2 separate regions of the Drosophila melanogaster genome follow, and region 2 is linked to region 1. A link is a contact called in public Hi-C data. All regions are on one chromosome and are shown on one strand. The core of a region is the stretch at or near the end of the contact, and the rest is flanking DNA. Distances in the headings are between cores, read along the strand shown.

Region 1 (6,914 bases), core at 2,089-4,588:
AAACTAAAGTAGAACTAAAAATTTCCGCTAGATGGCGGTGAAGTATTGTAAGTGGCTCTGCAGGCGCTTTGGTATCAGTTTTGTAACTAGCACACCAAATTTTAACTAATTTATAAACAATATGTATAAACTACATTTAATGAAAAAAATGAAAATATTTCCCTCCAGGCTAAACCTAATAATCTGCTTTAACTTACCCCTCCATCAATAAACTGAACATTTCCCAGCAGCAAAACGGCGGCCAGGACACGAACGACGTCCAGGAATGGGATGCCCAGGATGCCGAGGCAGGTCTTCCATGCCTGAAAGCGCGCCGCATCCTCCTGCTCATTCTGGCCAATGTCACCTCGCAGGTAGCGCAGATTGGCCGGCGAGTAGCCATCCAGGTGTAGCTTCTGGCGCTCCTCCCGGCTGAGACCAGCCAGTAATTGATAGAAGATGTGATAGTTCTTCTCCTTCGGCAGTGGACGAATGACGCGAGTCTGGTCCAGGAAGTAGCAGTGTATCTTGGTGCGGTAGAGTGCCCCATCCGTGACCTGCACCTCGATGAACTGGCCAATGCGACTGGACTCCGAGTTGGTCGTAGTTTTGGCGGATCCCAGGGATCGAAGTACTGTGAATGCAGCTGCCAGGTGCTTGAAGGCATCAGTCTCTGGACCTCCGCCGGCGATGGCGAAGAGCTGGCGCAGCATCAGCATCGCATTGGCCGTCTTTCCAGCGCCCGATGTTCCCGAGAGAATGATGGCCTGCGGATAGCCCGTCTCGCTCTGCTGACGCACTGCCTCCTGGACGATCTTCTGCAGCTGCGGGGCCAGCGGCATGGCGCGGGTGGAGGTGAGGGTCAGCGGGTTGCCCACGTCCAGGTACGGATTGATGGAGAGCAAGATTGGACCCACGTTCGTCTGAAACACCGCGCGCAAGATAAATGATAGTACATTAATTAACCGGGTGAGTCAAATGCTTCGAAGTCATTTGATAAATTCGAGGAAACATGTATAAATGAGTGAACAATGGGGTCAGCAAGCCACTTCGCAGGATATTTGGACGTCTTAAAACTAAAAAATCTTGGTTTGGAATCTAATTGCTTATAGAACCTTTCTGTAAAAAATGGTATTAAATGCCCTACAACTGCTTATTTTACATAATCAAATTAGGTTTAAATCACTTTTTTATAACTTCTGAGATATGCTTGGATAAAGAAAGAGCGGGGCTAAAAACTAACAATCTCCATCCCATTAAATTGAGTAAACACTACCAGCAAATGTGCAAAACCCGATCCAAGACCCAACTGGTCTGTTCATATGCTCACACCTCATCCGCCACACCGGCTGTCAAACTATTCCCCTCGACTAGATCATATCGACTTCCTCGGCCTTCCGCCAAGTAATTGTCGAAATTAGCAGTTAATCTGAGGCTGAGTGCAAACGGAGTTGGGTTTTAATGACAAACTATCAGAATAATTGCTGTAGACCCGTCTCTCCGGGACCGGTTTCAAATGGTTTATGTTCCTCTATGTGGACACAAGTGATTCGCCAAGGCGGATCCCGCTAATACTCACAAAGTACCGCCGCTCGTTGAATCGGGCCTGGAGCGTTCGCATCACGGCATGTTCGGTGAGCGGTCCCGACAAGTGGATCAGATCCTGCATGTCCTTGGGCGAGGAGTTGCCCTGTTGCTGCTGCTGTTGCATCTTCTGCTGACTTTCGGAGAATCCGAATCCAAAGGGCAGAGTCTTCACACTCTGGCAGGGATTCGTGTGCTTCGACTGCGGGATGAATGGCAATTGCTGGCTGTGGGCGTGGCTGAGATGGTGGCCAACGCCTCCGCCATTGATGCCCAGGTGTCCGGAGTTGGAGGTGCGCATGGGCAGCGTGTTGGAGTTGTTGCTGTTGTTGTTGACCGGTGCATGGGAATGGGAATTTTGCCCCAGGATACTTCCCATGCCGCTCATATGTGGCAGTGTCCCGGTGGACTGACCATGTCCGCTGCCACTCTGCTGATGCGACAGGCCCGGCTTCTCGGCCAACTGATGCGGAAGTGGATGTGGAATCGACGTGTTCCTCGCCGACACAACGGCGCCTCCTCCAGCGCCTCCTCCTCCACCAGAGCCCGAGTTTGCGGGCAATGTGTGGCTGAAGCTGTGATTCTATAAGAGTGAGGAGTGAAGAGAAATAAACATCTTTATCAAAGGAAATCGAATGTGGACAAGCTTGTTGCTCTTACAGTTCGATTTAAGATTTGTATATACTAGAGTAGGGTCCTAGTTTTAGAATATGTTTAAATACCATAACTTACCTTCGATGTCGTGTGATGTCCATTGGTGTGTTGCTGAACTGCACTGGCTGAAAGTCCTGCGCCGCTGGAACTCAGATTGAGATTCGGACTGGATGCGTTTAGGTCAAAGTTGTTGGCCTTGGGACCCGCATTGGGAGCTGGGGCGACGGGCTGCGCGCCATTTCCCTGGCTCTGACCCTGACCCGGTCCATGACCCACATGCAGGCGGTTTCGCAGAGTCACCAATTCGGTGCTCAGGCTTTTGAGCCGCTGCTGCAGATGAACTGCCTCGTTGGATGAAGATGCATCTGAAGAAAAGCGGATAAAGTTATTGTTTTATTACATTGTTGGTTACAACACCGACGAAAAGTGAAATAGTCTTGTTTATCATTCAAAATTTTTTTTTAATAGACAATTAATACTTTTGATTTTATTCCGAGCTCTGCCTTCGGTGGACAGATGAACTGAGATGATCTGCGTGCGCCTTTCGGACCACTAAGTGCATTCAACTTAATTGGAAATAAAGACTTCGCAAGGAATCTCAGTTCGCCTGCCGCCGCTTAAAATTCAATTTGTCTAATGAAGAAAAGATGCGCAAGTCGACTTGTTGTATTGGCCTATGATCCTAGATGATATCGGTGTGCCCAACATCATCGCAGTGTCCCTTGAAGGAGGATAGAGCACAGGCATTTTCTCTTTGACCCAACGGATCGGCCTGGTCAAGTTCTGGACACTGGTGTCCAGTTTAATTGAGCATTTTCCCTGATGTTGCCGAAAACGCTCCGGCTTGTGCAGAATGTTGTGCGGATCGCGGTAATAGTCCCGATACCTCTGGGTCTCCAAATAGAAGTTGTCAATCCTGTCCAGATCGTCGTAGTCAACATTGACCAATCCGATCCGGGGAGCAAAACCCAAAATGCCTCGTCGATGAACCTCCGCGTTTTTGGCCACCATCCTCATGTCTACTTCAGGAATTGGTTCCTTTCTCATATTTAACAAGTTTATGTATATGAAAGTCAACAAAGAAAAAGAAAGCTCTTGAAACCTAATGAATTGTCTGTCAAAGAGTGCAGCCAATGACTGGTAATTCACGGAAAGTGTGATAAATTAGAAGGTTCAAATAAAGACACCTTCAAATATTTGGGTGGTTTTGATAAGTTGGGCTATTTAAGAAATTTTCCAAAAATAGGTTATTTATGTTTCCTTGAATTCTTAGCACAATAATTTGCACTGAGAGCACCGAAGAATCTGAAATAGAACTATTGGCAATCGGCGCGCAACATCCTCGATAGTATAGTGGTTAGTATCCCCGCCTGTCACGCGGGAGACCGGGGTTCAATTCCCCGTCGGGGAGATGGGATATTTCCTTTCTTTTTAGCTCATATATGTAATTACAAGAGAATAAGTGAATATTTTTCTTGCAAATTTATATAAAGAAAGATAATGCATAAACTTGGCAATATGATCATTGAAATTATATTTTTATATCCATCTTTTTGTTTTACAAAAGTTCCAAAAATTGTAACATGTTTTAGGGATGTGCTTTTCTTTAAATAAGATTTTAATAAAAAAAAAGTATTGACAATCGTCTCCCCGACGGGGAATTGAACCCCGGTCTCCCGCGTGACAGGCGGGGATACTAACCACTATACTATCGAGGACGTTGAATTTCGCCTGCCAATAGTTCTATTCTAAATCTGTGCTTCACTTGAATCCCGGTAGATTAAATTATTGCTAAAATAGATGTTGGTTTAAATAGATTTTTGGTACACATTGAAAGTACTATAAATAAAGTAAATAATAAAGACAGGTGTCTTAATCTTTTGGTTAAGCTATTGCTTGAATAAATACACCTTTATTGCAGTTACATGCATTAAGCCTTTGGCTCTCTATTAAAAACATATAATCAGCAGACCATATGGAAATCTTCATTATGGCGAAAAGGAATTTAATTAGTTCTAATTAACAACTCAATACAACGAAAATCAATTCACATCGATTAATTTCGCCCGGGCCAACAGACTTTTGTGCACGCGAATCGCTTTGGTAGGCTTGTGCCAGAGGAGCAGAAAAAGTCATTTTAATAGATATAGATGGTGAGCATTTACATAAAATGTTAATGAACTAATTTCGCCGGAGTTAACGAAAAATAGAGACACCGAAAGCGCTAAGATGAAACACAAATTGGCGGCAGGTGACTACAAAATTTCAAAGACGTGTGTACATCCAGAATAGAAGATCAATGGGCAGACTCGACGAACAGCTAATAATGCCAACTGATTTATGAAGACTTTCAAAACAGGGCCGAGAGGTCATTGTTACAAGCCAACACCACGAAAAACGCTGACAAGCTAACAAGATTTTATTAAGCTTATGCGTTTCAGAAACTTGTCTACTATTTTTTACAGCCTTCAGCGGGAAATCAAATTAATTAGCTAATGAAAAACGGAGAAAAGCTTGGATGCAGAGTACTACTACCAAAGGTATATACCTTCGACCCATGTGTCGGTGAGCCAAAACAGAGAGGCAAGCTGGAAGGCTTATAACAAAATCAGAGTCGACAATATACAAAAAACAATATCATTGATGACTTGAGCTCAGACAGAGGAAACCAGTTTTGATGTTGTTGTTTTTTTTAGTGCTTTCTGTGGCCCAAAGTTGCACTCAAGAAATAAGACAAAAGCCACAGAAAAAGGTACAGAAAAGTCTGACATCGAAGTCAAACGAACAATTTCGAGTCTCTGTTCCAATCAATTAATCGGTGATAATTTCACCAACTAGACTAATGTACTGAAATTAATGTATTTAGCAATTAGCTTTATTGGCTTTTCCTCTACGCTTCAGTTCTCAGGGTTTTTTTTTTATGGAGCGGGCGACAAAATTTCGTGGAAGCTGAGTAACCAAGTTGGCCCAAACTGGTAGCCGAGCACAAGTTATCTGCTCTTAGTGGGCCCAGGGGCTTGGGAATGGAGAAGGTTGGTGTGGAAGAACAGTCGCGTCGCTCAAATGAAATGTTGCAAGTCGAGAGGCAAGCGACACCCATACAACCAGGTATCCATATAAGCGGATTCGGTTTGTAGTTATTGCCGATGATTATGAATATGAATGCGATCGACTGCGAATGTTCATGGAGGTTGATTGAAAAACTCAAACAGGCAGCCCAAGATGGTAAAGACAAGTAAGTCGAGAACCAATCAACTGACACTCTAGACAGATAGTCCAGAAAAGAAATCAAGCAAATGGCTTGACCATTAAGTTTAATATAAAGTTAAGCTTATGTTTCAGTCGGACATGTCATTGGGGTCCAAAAATATTAGAATAAAATCAGTGAGCTTTTAAAAACATATGAATAAGCAATTCATATTGGATTAATTGCGTTAACAATGATATGCTATAAAATTGGCGCATCTTGTCTATAATCATTCGAAAGATTTAAGCAACAAACTTGATTTTTACCGTGCCAGTTCTTTAAGCTGCAGTATCAGTTTAAATGATTGTCCCTTCCAACCGTAAGTTACTAAATAACTAAGTATTTTCTTCACTAACATCATTATCCAAAGGAATTAATTGCATATGTGTTCCTTTGAAAGTTGTTTATGCTCAAGAATTTCTGAAGATGGTGATGAATATTTGCGTTACCCCTGTACAAAAGACTTGGACAACAAACTTAAAATTCCTGTCACTGGATAGACTAGGGATATTGTCCAACTTACCCTGCAGCTTCTTCTCCGTCTCCCAAAATTTTTGCAATTCGGTAAAGTATTTATCCAGTATGAAGACTTTTGACAGGCCCAATGTGGCCATCGTTGTTGAACATTTGTGTGGCCACGACTACGACGACCAAGACGGCGATTTTCTTATTTGAATAATTCCGTATACAGGCTCTCACCGCCACCGATACACTCGCAAATGGCCGGAGGAACAGGTTTTCGTATTCGTATTCGTATTTCGTTTTTCGTTTTCCGCACAGGCTCTGGCAGGCACCGTATCTATATCTATGCCATACAGACCGAACCCGAAACCGAGTCCGAATAAATATATATACATACGTATGTTGCGAGCGGGATATACTCGTATATGTTTGGGCGAACGTTTGTGCAGCTGCAACAAGTGAAGCAACCGCACAGCACACGAAAATAAGTAAACAAGCGAAAAGAATGCAGAAGGGCGAGCGACGGCCAAAAAGCAAACCGAACCAAATCACTGGAAGCCTGGCCGTCAGGTTTTGGTTTTGGTTCTGGATCTGCTTTTGCTTTTCCTATATTATTGTGCTTTATTTTTTCCCCCCCACTTTTAACTTTAGTTGCTGCTGTTGTTTTCTTCGCGGCCGCGCTTATTTTCTCGTTTTGTGCAGACTTTTTTTTTTCGTCGTTTTGGTTTTGAAAAACGAGTTTCCAACTTTAACTCCAGGTCCAACAGGCAGCCAGACCCAGTGTAGATGTGCGCTTAGATACCTCGATGCCTCTCGATACCTCGAAGGTACACTCGAACACAGTATACAGACAGCCACACGGGGCGAGATGGATTGGAGTTTTCAGATCGATCCACTAGATTAGCGAATTTGCTGGTGGCACTTTCAACTCTCGACCAGCGTGACCTTTTCGCCGATTAATTATAAACTTTAATTGGGTTTTGTGCGA
Region 2 (6,914 bases), core at 1,509-4,008, 60 kb before region 1:
GCCAGCGGACGACGATGAATAATAGGATAACAGCAAGAACAACAACAACGATGCACGACGACGACGACGACAAATATTGTACATATGTACAGAGGATACAAGGACTCACGCACACAGATGCAGACGCAGATGCACGGGCGCGATAACGGTTATATCGGATATATGAATAGACGAAACGACGAACGGGGGGGCGGGGCGGTGCGGTGCAGGAGTCGAATTAACGCGACGGCGATTATCCCTTAACGGTACCGGTTCTTCATGCGATAAGTAGGCTACGGATGCGATTTCTGAGCATATTTTCTTGGTTTATTCTTTTTCTTTATTCAAATTTGCCTTATTCACTTTGTTTCTGGCTTAAATACTGTGGAAATGGGAGAAGGAAAACTGGATTAGATTTCAGTTTCCCAATCAAAAGTTATGGCCGCAGGAAGAGCTTATCTTGAACACAAATATCTGGCATGTAGGGCTTTTTGAATTAAAATTAATATTTGCTACGATATGAAACACGATTTGATGAAGAAATGATCAAGAAATATCAATTGAAACACTTTGTAATTCAACTTTTTTCCTGATAAATTTCTTATTATGACAACAGTACTTTAGTTTTCTTTTTTTGGTTGGCAACGCGCTGCGGAGAGATGCGAATGGGGGGCACAAGGCAGAGTCGAAAAACATTATGCGGGGGGTGCGTGAGTTTGAGGAAGAAGAATAAGAGAGTGCTGCTCTCTCCCACTCTTACTCTCACTCTCTCTGAGTCAATTTGAAACGCCGCGAGAATGAAATGCAGCGAAACGAATGGTGCACAAAACGTGGCCAGGAAAATAGAGAAATAAACAAAATATAAAAAGGATAATCCCAAAGAGAGAGGGAGGGTGGGTTAGCGAGAGCCAGGACCGTTTCATTCCCAAAACGTACCCAAAACAGAATACAAAAGCCTGGCTCTCCTTTCAACTCTCTCGCCCTCTTGCTCACACCCGCAGGATGGCGAAAAATCAATGAAAAATATGTGGAAAAATTGCCGAAATTGTATATTTTTGTGGATTCGCTCTGCTGCGGCCTAAACTTTGGGTGGAAACACAGTTTTCGTTATTTTCTTTTTCTAATGTGCCATAATATTCCAATTTTGTTGTGATTGCCAATTGCAATTGGGCAATTTTCGGCTTTATTATTGTTGCACACAAACACTCACACTAGCTCTCGATTGCACATGTTTCTAAATTGAGCAATTACCAATTTATTAATTAATGTACACAATGGACAAATCACTTTTCACAATTGCGCGACACAAAGGTAGCGGTGCTGGAATTTGTTTATCAACGCGAAAGAAACATTTATATCCTTGTCGAATATCCGGAAATTAACAAGAAAATATCTTGAAAAATAATATTTTACAAGAAACCAAATTTCGTTTTATGCAGCGTTTCTACCGGCGATTTATCCAATATTTTTGTTTATTTATTAATGCTGTTTTCAGATATTTTCCAACCGGAGCAACAACGCGCTGCAGCAGCGCGGGCGTTAAATTTTCGAATGAAAAGGGAACTCGCACGAAAGAGAGTTCAGTCTCAAATGGCACTTTCTCTGGCGCTAGGGCATTTTCCGCGCGTTAGTGCGTTTTCCAGCGCTGACTGCGAAGTCGCGAACGGTCACTTTTTCGGTTCTCTTTTTCTCTCTCCTCTCTTCTCTTAACAGCTGGTCAACAAACAATATGCAAATTAAAAAAAAAAACAATAAGGATAATTATTTTATTGACCTAAATATTAAACTAAGAGCGTGCTACTAAAAATTTATATAAAAATTGCAGGCCATAACACCATGTTATTTATATTACCGAATTTTATTGGAAAAAATGTTGTCTATGGCAAATTGAAAACATTAAAAAATATTAATAAATTTTTATCTAAAATTACTCAAACGATAAAATGCTTGAGCTCTTTTATTTGTTCACGCAAAATTGGAAAACACATACACGGTTAAGTTTCTTATTTCATAAACATATTAGTTTCTTGTGTCCTTTAGAAGGAACACGCTTAAAGAGAAATTTTAAAATGAGAGGCTCTCTTCAATAAGCCCTCTCCTCTCACTATTTCCTTTTCGTTGACTGAAACTCCCCCTCAATATAATCGGCCGCTTTAAACTCTTATTCTCCCTCGCGATACTTAAAATAATTAATTTAGTTATTCAAAAAAAATCAAGAATATTTTGAAAATTATGGAAAATACATAGTTTCAATTCAAATAGAAAATAGAAATAATGTTTGAAATTTCCGTCGTTCCGCTCTCAGTGGGCGCGGGTGAGACTGCGCCTGTCAAGGGCGTTTGTGTACGAATTTTGAATATCAACAATCTGAGGGCACGTGTAGAAAAAAATTTTTAAAAATTATATATTAGGAGAACACTTCTATAATCAGAAACCATATTTAGTCACCAAAAATAGTTCTTCTCGAATAATAAATACGTTTGGTACCTGGTACCTAATTGAAACCTGGCAGCTCTACACTCTTTTCCTATTAGGTTCTCTCTTAAAACGCGCTCTCTGTTTTGCCGGCCGTTTATATGTATTGCTTTATTTATAATTTACAATTTAACCAATTCACTTGGACACGCTTCTTATTCATATTTGTTTAATTCACAACTTAATAAATTATTAGGGCACTCTACGAAATATATTGTTTATGTTTTTATATGAGCACCTTGCAAATAAAACAACTAGAATGTTTTGTTGTACAAACAACACACACGCCAATACGAATGAAAACTGGTCGACTAGCGTTGCCATTGGGAATTTCTACAGCCAGTGCTACCATATTGGGTGGTAAGCTAAATGGGTCCGGCTTACAGTTACCCCTTAACAAAACTTATATACCCGTTGAAATGTGTTTCATTATATATCACTTCCAGGATGACCTAATTAAATATACATGTTTGACGTTTTTTTAAGCTATATGGTGCAATTTTTTATTTTAATTTGTTGGTCTGAAACATGTATTGCATTACTTAAATTTTGAAATTAAAAAATTAAAAAATTAAATTAATAAATTAAAACAATCAACAAAAAGTAATTTTTACATCTCTCCCCGACGGGGAATTGAACCCCGGTCTCCCGCGTGACAGGCGGGGATACTAACCACTATACTATCGAGGATGTTGTCTACCCACTGTCAAACAACCGTCTCGAGCTTGCACACTGTCTTCAGAGTACAAATGGGGAACAGATGAAATTGAAACAAGCATTCACACTCCGCAAACGGAAAACCCGAGTTTGACTCACTTTGTATAACATCCTCGATAGTATAGTGGTTAGTATCCCCGCCTGTCACGCGGGAGACCGGGGTTCAATTCCCCGTCGGGGAGATAAGTGCATTTTTTTTCAAGCTCGCATTTATTTCTTTTAAAATGGTACAAATAGATATCGTTTAGATTTTTATAAAGATTTATTAAGTAGGATCTTTAATCGCTGTTTTTTGTGGTAAAATACAATTTATTTTGTAATATCAATCATTAATTCAAAATGAAGTACATCTGAATACTGAGGAATTGTTTGGACAAGGTCATTGCTTAGAAGATAATACAGAAAACGCATAAGCAGGTACTAAAGGCTAATAAATTTAAAACATTAAAAACATGGACAAAGTGATTAACAAATAAATATGTATATCTGCAGTGCGACTAGTCAACCTGCTTGCCCTCGTCGCGATTTCGTTTGAAGGACACGGAATGAATAAGTAAGGGCGGTAGATTGCCACGCAGCATCTGGAGTCGTTTGCTCTTCTCCTTCTCTGGCCGTCGCAGTTCGTCCTTGGAGGACCCGGGCGAGGCAGAGGACGAGGCCATCGATGGCGACATGGAGGCCAGTGAACTGGCGCCGGGCAGCACCTCAGAGCTCTGGGTCAATAGCATGGCAGATCGACGGAAGTAGCGCGGCATGGAGTAATCATCCTGTGTGGCCCGAGCAGCATTCGCCGTTTGAATGGAATAGAGACTCTGCGATACCCGGTACTTCTCAATAGTGGGCGTGTCCTCGTAGTTCTTAGGCAGATTACTGAACGATATCGATGGCACCTCCGGCGTCATGCTGATCTGACTGCTTCCGGTCATCGTACCGCTAATGGAGAATATATCCGTCTCACTGGCCGACGAACGGACATTCATGTGCGGAACGCTCTTGGCGGATCGCAGGATCCGTTTGGGCGTGGTCGTCAGTCCACTGGGGTTGGCCAGCAGATGAGGATGCCGGTCGATGAGGCGAGGTCGCAGCACCACCTCCTCCATGATCTCCTCCTCCTCATCGGCCTTGTCGTCCTCCTTCTCCTCCTCGGCAATGGCCTCGAACTTTTTGGGAGTAAGTGTCGTTTGGCTACCCGACGGCGAGCATTCGGCCGAACTGGGAGCCAGGGTGAAGGTGATTCGCTTCTCGGTCGATCCTGTTCTCGCATCAGTGGCATCTCCTGCAAAAAGAAGATATACTCCGTTTAAAAAGTGTTCTGCATTTGCAAGTAACTAAACCCATATTATTTAGAGATATTGTCCTGATTTCATTGTACCCTAATTAGCCAGCTGCCAGAGAGGACAATATTATCTTTGGAAGAGTTGGAAAAGTAGATGCCATTGTAAGACGCATAAAAGGTTGGCAAACAAGATAACGGTTGAGTTCATGGCAGATAGGAAAGATATGTGCAGATAATAACTAGCCCTCGACTTTGGCTAAAATGGAAATTTTAGAGGCGGAACTTACTAGTTAAGTTTTATAGTAAATTTAATAGATTATTAGTCTTGCCTTCTTTTGACTTAATATTTCTGTACTCTTAAGATTTATAAATTTAATTTCATTTGACAACAAATACCCAAGCAATTGGGTAAGATGCATTTAAGCATCAAATGAGTCGTACCTTATCAGTATTATTTTTTATAGTATTCATTCTGATTCAGTCAATATTTTAGTATATAATTGCAATAAAATTTTGTTTCTTTATTTGGATAACAACATTGCGCTTTCAAGGCAAGTCATTTTCAAATATGTACATACTTAGTAAAGTCGCTTTGATAGTTTATTTGTGAAATGAAACTTAAAAGTAGGATAAAATTTAGCTGCAGTTAAAGATTATACTAATTCTGTTATGTAAAAATATGTATAGATACTTATGAAATCATTTAATTTACTGCCTAATAATTCTTAATCGGTAACTACTTAGATTTTGTTTTGAGAAAGCAAAATGTGTTAAACAATACAATATGACGTATGATTTAAGTATCGTCAAGACCCCCGACAATAAACGTCAGCTTTATAAGGTATAAGGTATAGGGTTCTGACGAAATAATATGATGTAGATGTGGAAATACTTAAAACAAAACAGCTATAAACTGTATAGGAGCCATTGACTGGCGAATCGGAAAAGTCATCCGACATTAGCAAGAGAACGTGATGACTACGTGAATGTAATTAAGATATCTCATACACACGTATGTATAACAATATAATTTACAAGTATAAATAAAAATGAAAATAGTACCGTGCATAAAACTTAATTGACAACTGAAACTGGGCTATTTATTGTTTACTGATCGCTGTTATTGTTTCGTTTTATTTCGAAATGAAACCTGAGATTATTCGAACATACAATCAATTAAACGCGATTTGTTAAATATCGATACATACAACACCTGCTGTTTAAATATTTTTAATTGAAAAGATCAATATATAATTGTATATTTAACATGCATAATATGAAGACGGAATTTATTTTCTATAGATATACTGATGTATTGATTATTTTTCAATTAACCTAAAACAAGTGAAGATGATATCTATATGTTATCATTTTTGCTTGGAGTTTTTAAATGTGTTCTATAGAATGAAATGACAGCTCTAAAGTTCTACAAATTTGACGATTTCTTTATTTTTATCAGCTAAGGAGGAATCGATTGTTAGCATGCAAAAACTGATTACCAGCTCGAGTTTCTTATCTATAAAAAAAATTACCTATACGTGTATTTTTGACAAAATACATAAATGGGCAGAAATATTCATATTGCATGGGTGTTTATTTGCTGTTAACACTCTTTTATATGGTCTCGATAAGAAAATCGAATATTTGACTAATTACGTTTGGTTCGTTTTGCTGATGGAATGGGCTTGGTGGCATAAGTCGGTCGCTGTGATTAACCATTTGCGAATATTGCGATAAATCAGTGGCGCAGGCCTAATAGCCCATTAAATCATCTCCAATTGCCAATGGTTTTATCTCTGCTTCCAATTGTGATAACAAATGTGTGACGTGCCGCAAAATATGTTTCTTTTTTTTATATATAACTCCAGATGAAACCAGTACCTTAAGGTGCTGTCTGCGTCATTGAGAAATAAAATTGTTAATTAAATTTGGACTCGGATCCAGATTTGTTCTTTTCCGCTCTTCCTCGTTTGGAGGTTCGAACTTCGAATGAATGAATTTCTTTTTTTTTTAAGCCAAATGGGGTTAATGGATTGTGAGTCAAGCCTGCGGAAAAATTTGGATTGCAAAAATTTGTAATAATTGTTTGAGCAAATGTGAAATTTGCTTTTCATATCGTCTTCGAAATTTGTTCATATATTGCTTATGCATTTTTTAGATTCCCTTTTTAATAAGCCAAGACTTTATTTGATTTTCGTAGATTCTCAGTGAAATCATTTCAACCACTTCTGAGAAATCTATCGAAAAACTGAACGCTTAGAATGTGAATATGTTTGACTAAGCGATCCCAGTCCCATGCAATTAGTAAAAGCTGTTGAGTAATGCCAACTTGACAAACAAAGCAATTGTTCAAAGTGCACAAAACAATTTGCTAAAATGATGGTAGGCGCGATTTAAAGGCACGACGATGTTGTATTAATCAGAACTTTTACGTAAAGATGAAGTCAGTAGTCAGTCAATTTAAATA

The links. Hi-C and Micro-C count contacts between places; a contact is called where the count stands out from the background.
Region 2: a Hi-C map of the Kc167 cell line shows a contact between it and region 1, with 4 times the contacts expected there. A contact is called at or near these places in 35 of 107 Hi-C or Micro-C datasets (the Clone 8 cell line, the D17-c3 cell line, the Kc167 cell line and 18 more) and 3 of 7 datasets of targeted methods (the Kc167 cell line and the S2 cell line).

Annotation. Positions count from the first base shown.
Region 1 is chr2L:8,478,798-8,485,711 of dm6, reverse strand. It overlaps CG43796, which reads right to left and starts at 3,338. Exons shown (of 1, transcript NM_001273325.1): 1 at 2,707-3,338. The coding sequence starts at 3,234. The coding sequence ends at 2,851. dachs (dachs,) reads right to left here. Exons shown (of 9, transcript NM_001201801.2): 4 at 2,296-2,582; 5 at 1,559-2,146; 6 at 198-902. tRNA:Asp-GTC-1-2 (transfer RNA:Aspartic acid-GTC 1-2) reads right to left here and starts at 3,935; the gene lies at 3,864-3,935. It overlaps tRNA:Asp-GTC-1-3 (transfer RNA:Aspartic acid-GTC 1-3), which reads left to right and starts at 3,557; the gene lies at 3,557-3,628.
Region 2 is chr2L:8,537,991-8,544,904 of dm6, reverse strand. Sema1a (Semaphorin 1a) reads right to left here and starts at 2,758. Exons shown (of 22, transcript NM_135399.5): 1 at 2,693-2,758; 2 at 1-361. CG17834 reads right to left here. Exons shown (of 6, transcript NM_164827.2): 6 at 3,466-4,447. The coding sequence ends at 3,669. tRNA:Asp-GTC-1-4 (transfer RNA:Aspartic acid-GTC 1-4) reads left to right here and starts at 3,282; the gene lies at 3,282-3,353. tRNA:Asp-GTC-1-5 (transfer RNA:Aspartic acid-GTC 1-5) reads right to left here and starts at 3,144; the gene lies at 3,073-3,144.